2 separate regions of the Mus musculus genome follow, and region 2 is linked to region 1. A link is a contact called in public Hi-C data. All regions are on one chromosome and are shown on one strand. The core of a region is the stretch at or near the end of the contact, and the rest is flanking DNA. Distances in the headings are between cores, read along the strand shown. Region 1 overlaps Cyrib (CYFIP related Rac1 interactor B). Region 2 has its middle 7.7 kb from the start of Gm30691.

Evidence for each region. Hi-C and Micro-C count contacts between places; a contact is called where the count stands out from the background.
Region 2: a contact with region 1 is called in a Hi-C map of the N1E-115 cell line, with 3 times the contacts expected there. The contact joins two enhancer-like sites. A contact is called at or near these places in 1 of 39 promoter capture datasets (cranial neural crest), 1 of 484 Hi-C or Micro-C datasets (the N1E-115 cell line) and 1 of 9 other capture datasets (embryonic stem cells).

Annotation. Positions count from the first base shown.
Region 1 is chr15:64,027,131-64,034,899 of GRCm38.p6, forward strand. All of the region lies in intron 1 of Cyrib (CYFIP related Rac1 interactor B), which reads right to left. Among named protein-coding and RNA genes, the nearest start is that of Gm25628, 5.1 kb to the left of the region's middle. Within about 2 kb of position 4,746, at least 72 of the 459 cell types and tissues checked have an H3K27ac peak or open chromatin away from gene starts, as enhancers often do. A contact at or near this core is called in the N1E-115 cell line, where this site is marked.
Region 2 is chr15:64,619,106-64,626,874 of GRCm38.p6, forward strand. No RefSeq gene overlaps it. Among named protein-coding and RNA genes, the nearest start is that of Gm30691, 7.7 kb to the right of the region's middle. Within about 2 kb of position 2,951, at least 86 of the 459 cell types and tissues checked have an H3K27ac peak or open chromatin away from gene starts, as enhancers often do. A contact at or near this core is called in the N1E-115 cell line, where this site is marked.

The DNA of each region.
Region 1 (7,769 bases), core at 3,496-5,995:
AGTGCCTGTTACCCAGAAGACAATAAATGTTAATTAAACAGGCAAATATAATTCAAATAATTACTCCTTCCCCTCCGAGAATTCATCTTCGAACTTTATTGGCTTGTTTATCACTTGAGATTTTTTTTTTTTGGTGACCATGATTCATTCTATTCCCGATAATAAAATTATAAATTTACACCCATAATCCTGTTCCATTCCAAGAGCCCTGTAAAAGTGTCCCTGCAAGCCTTGGTCACTTCTTTCAGCTGGTAAGACTTTCCCCCAAGAAGAGGGCTAATAAATAGTAACTATGCAATAAACATTCACTACTTAGGACGAAGTCTTCACTTCACTTGGAATTCACCATCGTTTTTCTAGATGAGGCTGAAACACAGACACAGGATTGAGAGGATGCAGTAATAAAGTAGCAAGAACACAATAAAAGAGCCTTTTAGGAGGCAACAGACACAAAAAGAGCAACTCATGAAAATCAGTTGTGTTCGAAATCGGGGGAAGAAAAACCTCAAAGCCATGGATGTACAGGCATTCAAGGGGTGTGCACTTAGCACAGCGCTGTTCTCTGAGTCACCTGGAAACAGCATCTCAACTACAAAGTGTCCCTCATTCAAACCTCTCCTTGTAGCCTCTGGGAGCCGGAGTGGCTTTTAGCCTTCAGGTTTGAGCAGTCTAGAAGATCTGTCTTGAAAAAAACAAAACAACAAACAAACAAAAAACAGAAGCAATTTCTGAGTCTGAAGGAGGTTTAGCTATAAACAGAACATCTCCATGTCTGGCTGCCCTGCTGGGCTGAATTCGTCCCATCCTATGTGCCAAGCAGAGAGGACCTTCCTACGGGTCCTCTGAGCTCTGCATCCTGTCCCTGTGCCTCCTCTGTCCCCAAATCGTCACTCTGTGTCTTAAATTAACAAGACTCAAAAGCCCTGCCCAAACATTAGGGGTCGTAAAAATGATGTCATGATCTCTTGGTAAGATCGGAGTGGCTGACAGTCACGTCCTAGGATGAGATGAGGCCACGGCTACAGGGGTCTCATGCCCAGGGGAGTCTTCACATTGGTGACAGCGCCACACAGTGACTGCGGCTCAAATGAGAACACCCATGATAGGAACACAGTGGCAGCCCGAACACTTGTCCTCAAAGACAATGAAGAGAACAGTTGTAGACAGTGGTGACTTTTAAAGGTTGTCTCAGCCCTTGTCAAACACTTCACCCCTAATCTTATTGCCATTTTCTATTAGCCACTAGTAGCCATCCTGACACTTGTAATTAGATCAAAAGCACCCTCACATCTTATACGGGTGGTCACAGAAGTACTAATCTTAATTTTGGATATTATCAGTGTGTTATGTAGCTAGACGTGTGGATTATCTGAATATCAGACTTCTAACTCATGTTTCAGTTTTCGAATTCTGGCCAGCTAAGCACTAAATTGCTAGTACGCACTGCCTGGGGAGAAGCTCACGCAAGGGATTCAAATTTGTCTTGGCTGCTTTGAAGTTTTGGATAGAAAAGCTGCAGTCAGAGGCTAGGGAGATGGCTCAGTCAGAAAAGGGCTTGCCATGGAAGCATGGGGCTCTAAGTTAGATCTCCACACACACACAAAGCTGAGCACAGCAATGTGTGCCTCCAGCTGGGGTGGAGGGGAGAGAGGAGGACCTCACAGGAATGCTGGCCAGTCAGTCTAGCTCTAGGCTCAATGAAAGTCACTGTCTCAAAAAATAAGGTGGAGAGCATTGAGGAAGACACTTCATATCAATTTCTATTCTTGTGCACATATGCCCACATATGAACACACACCATACATGTGAGGTCTCCTCACATTTGACACCCTTTGATCCACTGAAGACATTTAGAAAAGAGCCTCATTTGTAAGGCTAAAGAAAAAAAAAAAAAAGCCCCAGCATGCATCTCTCAGGTGGTGCCCAGACACTAGACAGACCTTGTTCCAAGACAAAACACAGCAGCAAGGTCACTAAATGATGTTTTCCCCTTTCTTCCAAGCACTTAGAGAATGCAAGCTTGCATTCATACTTTTCCCTGAGTCAGCATGGGGGTCCAGGGCCTCCTCTCATGAAGGAGGTAGAGGCAGAGGTAGGCAGAGCTCTGTGAGTTCCAGGCCAACTTGGTCTACATAAGCGAGATCCCGGCCAGCTAGGACTACATAGTGAGACCTTGTCTCAAAACAAAATAAAATAAATACATTTCCCATAGTTTCAAGCTCTATTAAACAGGCATATACAATTGTCTCTAATGAGGCCTCAGCACAGAAATCAATCTGCCTTTAACCCTAGGAGACACCTGAGTGGTCCTAAAAGGGGGACAGCAACTAGACACGAGCTACTTAACTCATTGGCAAATGTTAAAAAGGAGTGTTTGGAAGCCTTAAGTCAACCATCTGTTTAGCCTAATAATGTTAACAGTGACTGTACTTCAATAAGGTTTGGTTTTGTTTGTGGTACTGGGAATTGATCCCAGGGTCCACGCATGTTACCCAAGAGCTCCACCAACAAGCTACACCCCTCAGATCTCAGACAAGGTTTTATTTAAGCAACAACAATTCGACCTTCTTTTGATTGAATGAACAGACTGTGGAGGTAAGAAGGAGGCAGATAAGGATGGAATTATATTAGTGAATAGACACATATTATTAGTACGTGCTGAATTGACATGGAGAATCCCAGAACCATCCATCACAGTCACACCCTAGTCCTGCGAGATAAACTACGCTGGGGACAAGGGCAGACACCCCTAGCCGTTGGACGAATAGTAATGGTGTTTCTGAATTAATTGAGAATTACCTATCAACTATCTTCTAGGTATAAAGACATGATGTCTTTAAAGAAAAGTCACTGCTAACCTGAAAGATAGAGAATATTCCTTTGGGGACCTGGTCTATGGATGAGGGGCTCTGAGGGCTAGGTCCAGCTAACATGTTTCCTGGTTCAGCAGCTCTCACTTCCAAGTCCTTCCACATGGTAAACCTCCCAGGTTTGGGGTCCCCATGCCCTCCAGAGGGGTGAACACCCAGGGTGTGGTCATGCACTGCGCTGGGCCTAGAGGAGTTGCTGAGCACATCCCTTCTTGTGCCCTGGAGCTCTTAGGACAGTAAGCAGTGGCATCAACATGCAAACTGTGTGTAGTGAACCAAGATACCAAGTCGTTACAGACTTGGCAAGGCCAAGTCCCAACCAGGCTGACACGTCACTTCCATAGTGGATGGCACTGGATCCCACAGTCTGCTTAGGCCTTTCAGCATCTCTAAACACACGCTCATTCACAGACCTGGCTCTGATCTGGCTCCTGGCTCTTGGGGTCAGTGGTACACAGCAGAACTTTACACCATAGATGTAGACTGGCTTCAGCTGACCTGCCTGTGTGGTTACGGGCACTGGCATACTGCCCAGTCAAAGAACAGAAATTTAAATTCTATCCCATGATACTCATGGTGTGTGCTCATGAACATCCAATCAGTGCACACGGCGTGGAGCTCCAGAGTCAGGCACACCTGGGTCCAGTCTGGGATTATGTAGATCCCGACAGCACTCAGTGTCTCAAACAAACTTGTTTCTTCCTCTGTCATTCTTTTAAGTGTACTGAACAATATTCAGAAAGTGGCTGGTCCATAGAACTTCTAAAAATAGCACTCTTCAACATGTAGCCAGACAAAATTCATGAAAAATGAAAAAAGAAAAATGTCATACTACAAAAAAGCCACCATTTGACCATCAACTGGATCAAAATTCCAAATCCCTGTCCATTTTAAATGAGTCTCTATGGTCAGGGCTGACTTCTAGAGCTCGCCACATCTTCTTTTTTTTTTTTAATCCCCAGCCTTCATCTTGCTGCCGCTGAGTTTCATCAGAAGATACCTAGCCATCACCTCTGTATACATGATAAACGTGGCCGTGCCTAAACTCACCAGGACGTGAAAGTTAAGTTAAATATGGGCAATTTGTGCACACCAAGCACACACACCTTAAGGAAACCATAAACATATCCTACTGCATAAAACTGAGCAGGACTCCAGATGGGACAGGGGGACAGTGTTACCCGGAAGTGTGCTTGTCAGCAGGCCACAAGGCATGGGACTGGGAGGGGGGGCGGTGCTTGGCGAACAGGCCTGCAGTGCCTGCAGAGGACTTGACCCCACTCTGTGCCAGGCAGGGTGGTGGCCCTCAGGAGCAGCTGCATACTGGAAATCTCTCAGGGGCCAGCACTGAATACGCCTTGGTAGAAGCGGCTGCTGGCTCTCAGGGGAAAACAGCAGCTGGCCCTAATCACCCAGGGTACCTTTTCCAAACACTGCACCTCAGACCTGGGGATCAGGGGTTCCTGGGTGATGGGGTCACATAGCTGAAGCCTCTCTCCCTCTGAAAGCCAAAGCCACAGCAGCCATTCTGCTCAGCCACCAGGGAGAGAAGCACTAGAAGTCTTCTTGCTCATGGCACCTCCCTTTCCCAGTGACTTCAGGGACAATAGTCAGATGGCTGTCTTAAGGCAGAGTCTGCTTCCCTCCCTCCCTCCCTCCCTCCCTCCCTCCCTCCCTCCCTCCCTCCCTCCCACCTCCCCAGGCCTCAGAAACCTGTGCTGAGCTAGTAGGCAAAGTACTTCTTTCCCACGGAGCCCTAAACATCCAAGGTTGGTCCATGCCCTGCCACTCGGGAATTCGGGAATTCGCAGCAAGTACTATGGTGCTACCCTTGCTTCTTAAGAAGGAAGCCCGCCCCAGGATGGTATGACTCACACAAAGCCACATGGTACATGAAAGGGCAGGAAGGGCAGGGACAGGAGCCAGCTCAGGGTACTTGCACCTATACCCCAGGCTGCTGCCCAATGACCTCTCTCCCCCGATACCTGTTTATCTTCCTCTTACAGCCAGTCAGTATAAAAACCTCATTACAGATTCTAGGAGTCTCATTTATTACAACCCACTCACAGTCAAAATGTCCTCCAGCACCACAGGTGGGACACATTTGACACAGATACAGAACCCCACAACCCAGGGTAACCACTTTGTAGCTGGGTTACATAGAAAAACCTTCCTAACCTCTCTGGGCTCAGTTTCCCCTACCATGAAATGGTGATGGTGATATCAACCACTAAGGATTTGATAAAAGACCATTAAGTGATGTCATTCAAAGAGGCAGGGCTTAGACCACAGCCAGTGGGAGCCACACAATGGCCTGTCGTCTCGCTTGCCTTATTCTTCTCACTGCCCCCAGCCCCCTACCCTAGGCAAGGTGACCCTTGCTACTCTGGTAGCTTTTCTCTTGGGTGCCCAATCCCCACTGGCACTGATGACCCACCATATGGCCAGAGGCACCTCATATCCCCCCAGGGCCCAGAACTAATGAGAAGAAACCATTTTCATTCTCCATTCAAGACCTTCATAATCAATGTCAAATATTTGTCCGGTGTCCAAAGCCCATAAAACTGAACTGGGCAGGGCAAGGGGTGGGGGACCCACAAAATAAATGGATGCAAACAAAGTGTGACTGGCCAAGGTGGCCCGACATCATCTGGGAGGGGAAGACAGTAGATGGTGAACAAAGCTAATACCCATTGAGAGCCCGAGGAAGCGGCCCACTACAGAGCAGTCACCTCCTGACATCTGCAAGGACGTCCCCAACCCACCAGACCTACAGAAGCTCCGTTCTGCAAAGGCCCCTTGGAAGTCCTTGAGGGTCCGTGGTGCGGCATAGGAAAGGGAGAAAGCATTTTCTTCCCAACCACGTGGTGCTTTCTAGCTAGCAGGAATCGCTACCCTCAGCGGCTCACCATCGCTGGCCTGCTTCCAGACCAGCTGGGAAGGAAACACTGGCTGCGGAGCCCTCCCCACTTACCCACATACCCTCACACTTCCCAGCATCCATCAGGGAAAGCCCACAGGCTGGGGCAGCACTTTGGTCTCTCCCTGTCTCTTTTCTCCTCCTCTTTCTCCTTCCTCCCTCCCTCCCTCCTTCCCTTCTGCTACTCATTGTCAAGTACAAATCACCAATGTAACAGAAACCCCAGTGGCCAGGAAAGAAAGCCACGCCCTGCAAGGCCCTGCCATGCTTTGCCATGCACAGCTGCTGTCTTGTCTGACAGTTCCATGTCCCTCTGGAAATGCACCCAATGTCTCCTATGGGACACCCTAACTATCTCTACATGTGTACCAGGGGTGGCATGTACCCTAAGAGAAGACAGTCAAAGCATGGAACCTTCCAGAACCAACAGACCTAAGATTCTAGCTGGCCAGTAAATTTGACTGAGGCTGCTGGGAGGGAGGTGCCTTTTATCCCACTAGGAGACTTAGTTTGTGTCCAAGTTGTTCTAGCCGCTTGCCACCTGGAAGAAAGAGCCTAGAGACCAACCACTGGAGCAGCCCCGCCCAATCAGCTCATTGCTTGGCACATAATTCTCTTTAATTTTATCGACTTAGGCTAGCTGAAGTTCAGAGAGAGTCATTTGCAATCCAGAGAGCAACTGGTTCAGTGTTCAGGGGGTGACAGGCTGCTGCTTGCTGCCACCCATTCCTCACTTCCTGTCCTGGCTCAATGTCAGGTCTGACTCTCGGCTTGCAAGGAGGGTGGGGCCCTAAACATCCACCTTTCATTACGGACGCAACTCTTAACTTTTTGTGTTCCTTCTGTCACCTGTCCCATGATGTAAATACCAGTGGCTGCTTACAAACTGTGGCTCAAGGTCCTGAAAAGCCATCATGGAGTCTCCCCTCTTGCTCATCCCCATAGCTCAGACCCACAAACCAAACACTCTCCGAGCTCTGGGAGGAATGGGGTTTTCAAGATTCTCATTTATGATACAAGCCTTTCGAGGACAAAGGTAACCCATGCAGGTTTCCACATCTCTCTTCTTGGGTGAAAGTCCTAGGTTCCTCATGGCTGAAGTCTACTTTATTATAAGGGACTTCTAAACCCACTCTCCCTCCTAGTGCCTCAGGGCCTCCAGACCTTTGCAACAGTAGTTCACTCAAAGGTTCTGGATTCAATAACCTTTGTTATGGAAATTAAAGCAAAAACAACAACAACAACAACTACAACTTACTATTGTAATTGAAAAAAACAGGTCACTGTTTATTATTTCGGTTGGAGCCCTAAAGAAAGATCCTACTTGGGAGAGTGGGCCCTGCATCTCTCTTGGGCAGCACAATAGAGCTGCCCCTGGGGAGAGAGGGGCTCAAGCAGCCCAGGAGGTGAGCACAGGTCGAGCAGACCCTGCCCCTTGGTGGCTGCTGCACAGGGTAAGTTGGCTGGAGAACTTGCCCTGGTAATGCAGGCACAGGAGGGCTAGCAGGCTGACCAACTCAGCTACCTCCCAGGCCCAGATCCAGGGCTTCTGAGTTGGTCCACCCAAACATTTACCCCATTTATGATCTGCTGGGGGGCATGCCTGTCCTGCAGACCCAAAGCTGCGGGACCTCCACGACACAAGGCAACAACAACAGGATATCCTAGAGGAGTGCATATGAGAATCCAGTACTGATCGCGTAGCAGAAGCCAGAGGCCTCGAACCAGACCAGTGACTCTGAGCAATGTGCATTTTCAAGAGCGGATAGATGTGTGACACATATGGCACACTGCAGCTTCCATGACAAGACTTTTTTATTCTATTTTATTTTGATGGGAGGGTTGTTAGGGTGGAGATTGATACAAAGGGACAAGACGTGAGTGAGATTGGGTGTATGGTGTGACATTCACAGAGTCTACAAAAAGATAAAAAAATAAAAATGAAAATAAAAAATAAAAGAGCCTATGAATAAAACTCG
Region 2 (7,769 bases), core at 1,701-4,200, 590 kb after region 1:
AAGCCGTGAGCAGACCTTACATGGTCTCAACCTACACGCACACACACATACATGTATATGCACATACACATACACACAAAACAAAAACAAACCCAATGATAATAACAACAACAGAGTCAAATCAAAAACAGACAAGAAATGGTGACTATGTAAGAAGACAGATATGGTTGATAACTAGTTTGTGGCAAACATTTCAGTGTGTGAGTGTATGTTTTTCATTGATTTAAAGCTGGGGAATAAAATAAGAAAGAGGACTGACACTAAGGTACAGAGAAACAATGGCAGTAGACAGGTTTGCACAATGTTTGCTGAAGTTCTGGGTCATTTTGTATATTCACCACTTACTTAACATACATGAGAAAGTCACCATCTTTAGAAGATGAATCATTTTGCATTCTACAGTCTGTAGGGGTGAGAGGATAAGGTCTAAGTGCCAAATACAGGGTGTGGGTAGGGTGAAGCAAGTGTGTAAAAAAGTAGATACGATGATCAGATGCAGACACGCTCAGTGTTTAAGCAGACCACAGATAGATGCATGCACTGTTCGCTGGATGAGAATGGGTGGAGGATTCCCTTGGTGCTGTCAACTGCCAGTGGCTCTCTGGAGTTGGGAGAACAGGTAAAGGTCTCCTTAAGGTCTGCAAGGGACAGATTTTGAAGAACTTGTGAGTACTGGTGAGGAATTTGCATCGTCTCCTGAACATATTGGGGAGCTGCTGAAGGGCTTCATTTAACAAAGCATACACCTGTTTTATCCTGAAAGTCACGGTAAGGAGGTGGAGAGAAAAACATTGTCTTTAGCAGAGATAAATCGATGTCTTGGAAGAAACTTAAGTTCCCCATCACTTGAGGTACTCTCTGAGAATCCAGATAAACTCTTGTTGACAGAGGGATATTAGACCTGGTAAGTGTTAAGCTTTGAAACCATGTGTCTCTTTCAGCTCATCCTGTTTTTAACCTCATTCAGCTCTTTAGGATATATGTCTATATATCTATATATCATATCTATCTCTATCTATCTCTATCTATCTCTATCTATCTATCTATCTATCTATCTATCTATCTATCTATCTACACACACATTTAAATTCACCTATTAGATACGAAACATTGTATTATGTGCAGTCAGTGCTGATGCAGCACACTTTTGTTGCAAAGAACGTGAGGTGCTGTCATGGAAAGGCAGCATGGTAAGGATTGGTGTGTCATAATTTCGATGTAGGTCTTCTATGACCACCTATTTCTGGGAGAGATCAGGAGTTCATCTTACCTATCATTCCCTGCATCCTCTTCTTCAGTAACCATGGTGATACCATGACATCCTTAGATTCTCTTCTGCGCCCCAGTGATCTCCGATGGTTATATACAGTGGTATAACCATTTAGATATATTCTTCTTTTGGACTGAAAGTGCTGATTGCTTAACTGCTGGTGACTAATTTGGTCCTTCCCTGTAGTCAGTTAAACCTTAAGTTTAAAAGCATTGAATCTTTCCACTTTAATGTTGAGATTTTGGAGCATAAATTTCTTTTAGCCTCGATTAGCAACTTACTAACCAATGAAGACAAACTTTGGAAACTGTAGACTTCAGCCATCTAAAAGGTTCTGCCATTAATTTTGAGCATCTCTTACCCTCAGACCCCACTCCCTTACATATAAAACAAGAGTGCTGTTACCTACCTGAAAGATATTTTAGGCAGGCGTAGGAATGAGTATCAAGTGGGGGAAAGCATGTGGTCTGTGGAGTTATGTTACAGGAAGTGAGGCACAGAACTATGGAGGGCTCTGGTCTTCCAAGAAAAACAAATGCCTCCTTACCCCGAGGTCTCGGATTTAGCCTAAGAGGCTTAATGATAGGTTTCATTAGTGCACCCCAAAGAATGGGGTCTCCAGTTTAGACCAACCACACGACACACAGGTTCTGACACATCAACTGCATTTGTTTACTAAAGACGGAATCCTTTCTGTCTTAGTTGCTTTTCTATTGCTGTGCTAAAATACCAGAAACATGTCAACTTATGAAAGAAAGTGTTTATTTTGGGGGCTAGCAGTTTCAGAGGGTGAGGCCATAGCCATCATGGTTGGGAGCATGGGAGAAGGCAGGGCATGGAGCTAGGGCAGTGGCTAAGCACTTACATCTTGACCCACAAGCACATGAATGTTAACTGAGAATGTTATAGACTTGTAAGAAACCTTCAAGTCCACTGCCAGTGACATACCTTATCCAATAAAGCCTCACCTCCTAATACTTCCTGAGAAGTTTCTCCAACTGGTAAGCAAGTAGACAAATATATGAGCCTTTGGAGGTCATTCTTATTCACACCCCTGTTTTCCAGAGACCGGGACACTTGAAACCTCTTGTTCAGGATGCCCCCCCTCTATTCTCAAAGTATCTGAGAGTCTGAATTGCTCATCAGAAAGTGACTGGTGTGATAGGGATGGGATGGACTTGGGTCTGGTTTGATGCTAGGTAAGAAGGATTGTTTTGTTGGCTGTATTTGTTGAGCAGACATTTATTCATGGACTTTCAACTTCTGTACAAAAAATAGGGAGCCAGTGTGAAAGGCCAATGGAAGCAGTGTTTGAGCAGTGAGAATAAGCTCGGAAATGTTCTAGTGGAAAGAATGGAATGTGGGTCACCAGGTTGGAGAAAGGAACATGGGGTCAGTCCTGTGGGGCACCATATATCATGGGAAGGCCTTGTCAAGTTTGTGCAGGAAAATTGCAGGCTGGAGAGATCTTCTAGGGAAGGCATACACAGTCCAATAAGGAAGGTTGCAGCCATGAAATCTATGCTAGGCAGAGGTATGAAGGATCTAAAGGGGGGCAACGGAACTGCCTTATACTACTCTCTGCTCTTTTTCACATTTCCAGTATTGGCTCTCCTGTTTTCCTCACTCCACTACTGTGACTAAGCAGCAAAGAATTATCAGATCTATTTTAGGACAGGAAACCAAAGCTGAGGCTGACTTACTCAGCCACGGTCCTAGTGCTGGCCAAAGCAAAGGTTTGCCAGGGTCCAGGTATGTGGTCCCTAAGCCAGGGCTCTTGGAACACCTACTTCTCAGGGAGCCATCCACAGTGATAATAGCCTCTTTTTAGATGGTCCGGCAAAGGACTCCCTGCAAACCATGACTGTGGTAGCAGAAATGCCCACTTCTAGGACCTGGCAGACTAAACAGAAGTATTGTTACCTATGGGGTCTCACCATAGTGGATCCATCTGCTTCAAAGAACAGCTGATGAAGACATCCATGTGGCACCTGTGGTGCTTGTGAGAATTTGTGCTGAAACCCCAGGGAACAGCACACGGTGACACCACCCTCCCCAATTATAGACTCCTGAGCAGCAGGTACCAATCTAGGCCCCTGTCCTCAGGTGTGCCAGAAATGGGACGATCTTTTGTTTATTTCCCCAGGAGAATCTAGTTTTGATTTTAAGCTATTGCTGGCTGGAGAGGTAGGTGTGTGAATTCATCCCCTTTGGGCATCTTTACCAGGAGATGTAGCTCAGATCCTGCGTTTTGTTGATCTCTAAGGTGCTGAGCAGAGGCGTTCTGTGTTGTTATTGCTAGAGGTGATGTTCCCATCTGTGCTTCAGCCCCTGTGTCCTCTCTTGCCTCTGATCATGAGTCAGTCTCCTTTGGCTGGGGACAGAGAGCACATGACTGGTTCTGGCCTCATTCTGCTATAAGTGAGCAGCCATTTCCAGGCTCATCCTGCTGCCCGATGACTCACTGAGACTGGGGGCCTCAGTTGGCTCCCTCACAGACATCTGTATCCAATGCACAGATGTCCCTTCTGCTTCCAGAGAAGTCTGAGCTTTGATCTTTGGGCCATCTTGCCGTCATGTAGGCTAACCTAGGGTAAACAAAGAACCCACATTCTCCTCAAACTTGTGTCCTTATTTCAGTCCAGGCAAACTGCTTCCTGGGATCTCAGAGAGCCTGAAGCACAGTCCATGCTCACCACACACCATCCAGACCCGTTTGTCTTTGTGTTAGAAGGTCAGGCTTTAAAAACAGAATGCCCCAAAGTGCACTCTTGTTCTTCATTTTACTGGGTCATCTTTTTTATCATGCAATAAACATCAAGTATCTTACCTGCTATTTAGATAGATGCAGGGAAAGGAACACAGGACACATGGATACCAAACAAACCAAACAAGATAGAAAAAAATTAAAAATTCAGCATTAACTTCATTGTGTACCCAATTTTGGAAGCATCTGCTTGGCAGTCCAGTGACCTGATTTGAATAATAATTGTGAGGTACTGGGCTTATCAGTTGACACACACACATGATTCTATCCTTGTCTATAAAACAGACGTAATTATTCTGTTTTTAAAAAGATTTATTTATTTATTTTATGTATATGACTACACTGTAGCTAAACAGGTGGTTGTGAGCTTTCATGTAGTTGTTGGGGATTGAATTTTAGGACCTCTGCTCACTCTGGTCAACCCCTGCTCGCTCAGTCCCTGCTTGCTCTGGCCCAAAGATTTATTACATAAGTATGCTGTAGCTGTCTTCAGATGCACCAGAAGAGGGCGTCAGTTCCCATTATGGGTGGCTGTGAGCCACCATGTGGATGCTGGGATTTGAACTCAGGACCTTCAGAAGAGCAGTCAGTGCTCTTACCCACTGAACCATCTTGTCAGCCCAGAAGTAATTATTCTTAACTGATAGCTTATTTGTAGTTTATAAAAGATAATGCAAGTTATGCTATCAGCACAGTGCTGGATATTATTAGTGTTTCTGTCTGAATAGACTTCCAGTTCCTACTGGCGATGTATTTTTCTACCTGTTGGGAAGTTTCCTAGACTTCCAGGTTCTGTTATTTCCTAGACGTTCTCATAAGACTCAGCGATGCTGTTATTATTATCAACATCATCACCATTATAGTGGTATTGATCAAATGTTCCTCAAAGACCAAATTTCATGGTTGAAACCCAAGTCTTTAAGGTGATGATATTATAAATGAATTCTTCAGAAGGAAGTGGGTCAAGAGAGTGGATGCTCTATTAACAGGAATAAGGACCTAATGAAAGAGACCACAGAGATGTTCCTTACCCTTCTACTGTGTAAGAACAGACTCAGAAGACATCTATCTGCATACCAGGAAGGATGCTCATTAGATTTCAAGTCTGCCAGTTCTGTGACCTTAGACTTCCCAGATTTCAGAACTATGGTAAAGATAATTTTGTTATTCATAGCCTACCATCCTATAGTGTTCTACAGTGGTCTCTAAAATGGACTGGATCAGTGCCTCCAGGGCGTTATTTAACATTTTGACATTGTGACCCTAGTGTTGACATCTACAAAGCTGCATATTCATGTTACCCAATAAAAATCATAAAACCATGAGGTTTAAGTACGTTTATGATGTTTGATGTCACATTCATAGGTCTTCTTGGCTGCATGAAGTCTCTGAGCTGTGAATTGGACATCTCCAGGGTATACAATAGAAACAAGCAAGCTAACAAACAAACATGTCAGAATAGGCAATGAAAAATGGCACACAGGTCAGGAGAGATCTAGGTATCAGCCTCTGGTTGTCCTGCTCTGGTGGACCTATGCAGATAGCACTTACTTATCCCAGCAACTGGAGGACACACTTATAGACTCTTGAGAACAGGGACTGCTCACCTGAGCCTTTGTTGTGTAACTCTGATTGTCTTTTTGTGTGACTGATCTGCACATATCAAGTGAACACACATATGGAGTACCCCCACATGCACCATAAATCACATTGTTATCATAGACTGTGGACTACAGCCTTGAGCTTAATAAGGAGAATTCCAAGATATTAGATCTAGAACAAGGGATAAATATATATTTATCTCTGCTTCCTCTCTCTCCTCTCTCCTTCCCCTCCTCTCGCTCCCTTTCCTTCTCCTCCCCTCTCCTTCCCACCTCTCCCCTCCCCTCCCCTCCCCTCCTCTCCCCTCCCCTCCTCTCCCCTCCTCTCCTCTCCTCTCTCCTCCCTCCCTCTCCCTCTCTCTGTGTGTCTGACTAGTTTATGTATGGATTTGGCATAGGGCCATATGTGTGCTCTATCACCAAGTAAATCTTAGGACTTTCAAATGCCTTTATGTTACCACAACCCACCTCTTTATCCTGGTCAAGCCCACAGTGCTCTGACAACTCACTTAACAGCTTTTTACCTTCTTAACCTCCTGCTGAGAGGTAGGACTGCCAAAGAAGGGAGGGCGGGGGGACATCAATCCATCCACAAAGCCTTCAATCCAAAATTTGTCTTGCCTACAAGATGTGCAGGGATAAAGATGCAGTAGAGACTGAGAGGAACAGCCAACCAATTTGAGATCCATCCCATGTGTGAGAGTCAACCCCTAACACTATTGATGATGCTCTACTATGCTTGCAGACAGGTGCCTGGCATAACTGTCTCCTGAGAGGCTTCATCCCAGCAGCAGATGGAAGCAGATGCAGAGACCCACACCAAAAAATCAGGAGGAGCTCAGAGAGTCTTGTGGAAAAGTGGGGGATAGAATTGAACAAGCCAGAGAGATGAAGGACATCGCAAGATGACCTATAACATCAACTAACCTGAGCCTATGGGGGCTTACAGAAATTGGGCCACTAACCAAAGAGCATTCTGGGGCTGGACCCGGACCCTCTACACATTTGTATAGTTGTCAAATTTGGTCTTCATGTAGGCCCCCTAATAATTAGAGCAGGGGCTGTCTCCGACTCTGTTGTCTGGCATTGAATCCTCTTCCCCCAAGCGGACTACTTGGTAGGGCCTCAGTGGGAGAGGGGGTGTTTAGTCCTGCTGAGACCCCAGGGTGGGGTGGTACCCATGGGAGGCTCCCTGTTCTCTGAGGAGAAGGGGAGGGGGCAGTGGAGGAGGGATACGTAAGGGGACTGGGGAGACATGAGGGAGGGGAGATATAAATTGAATAAAAAAATCAAATTATTGGAGAAAAAATAACTTTGGTTGGTCTTCCCTGATCTTTGCAGCTCACTTCCTTTACATCCCAGACTAGACACTTGGCTTGCTCTTGAATCTCATCCATTATCCTCATCTTTTCGGTGAGGGAACTCAGTGCTCCGCTCAGGATCTCTTGCTCCTGCACCTCCTTCATACCCTTATTGTCAAGGTTGCTCCTTAGATGATCCTGACCCCTCTCTTGTACTCGGACAGATACACCCTGGCTGATCTCTTCAGTTAAGTCTTTTGAAGTCTTCCCCTCAAGCTGTCTTGGCAAACAGGGCTTTAGTTTTCTGGCCCCTTGCTGGTCACTTCCTTCTCTGTCTTCTGAATCCAAGTTGCTATTCAAATAGGATTACTCACTCCCCTGGTATTTTCTCCCTTCATCTGGACTGCTTACTCTTTCTGCCCCTCTCCCCAAGGTTACTGCTCTTATATCCATCACTATGCAATCATCAGTGCAGGCCACTTCCCCTGCGCCCATCATTATCCAATCACCAGTGCAGACCACGCCTCCTGGGTCCATCACTATCCAATCACTAGTGCAGACCACTCCCCCGGGCCCATCACTATCCAATCACTAGTGCAGGCCACTCCCCCTGGGCACAAATGAGCCGTTCTATCGCCCTTCATCTTGGCGAAGCTTTCACTGTCCTCCCTCATGCTTCCATGGTGCCCCAGAGAATCTGATGGCTGGAGCTCTTTGGACATTAGTGTAGATGTTAGTAAGCCTAGGCCAGACACACGAGAGACACATGATATGCACTTTTCAACTTAATAAACAGGGACTAAGTGGCGAAATCACAGCATGGACTCCAC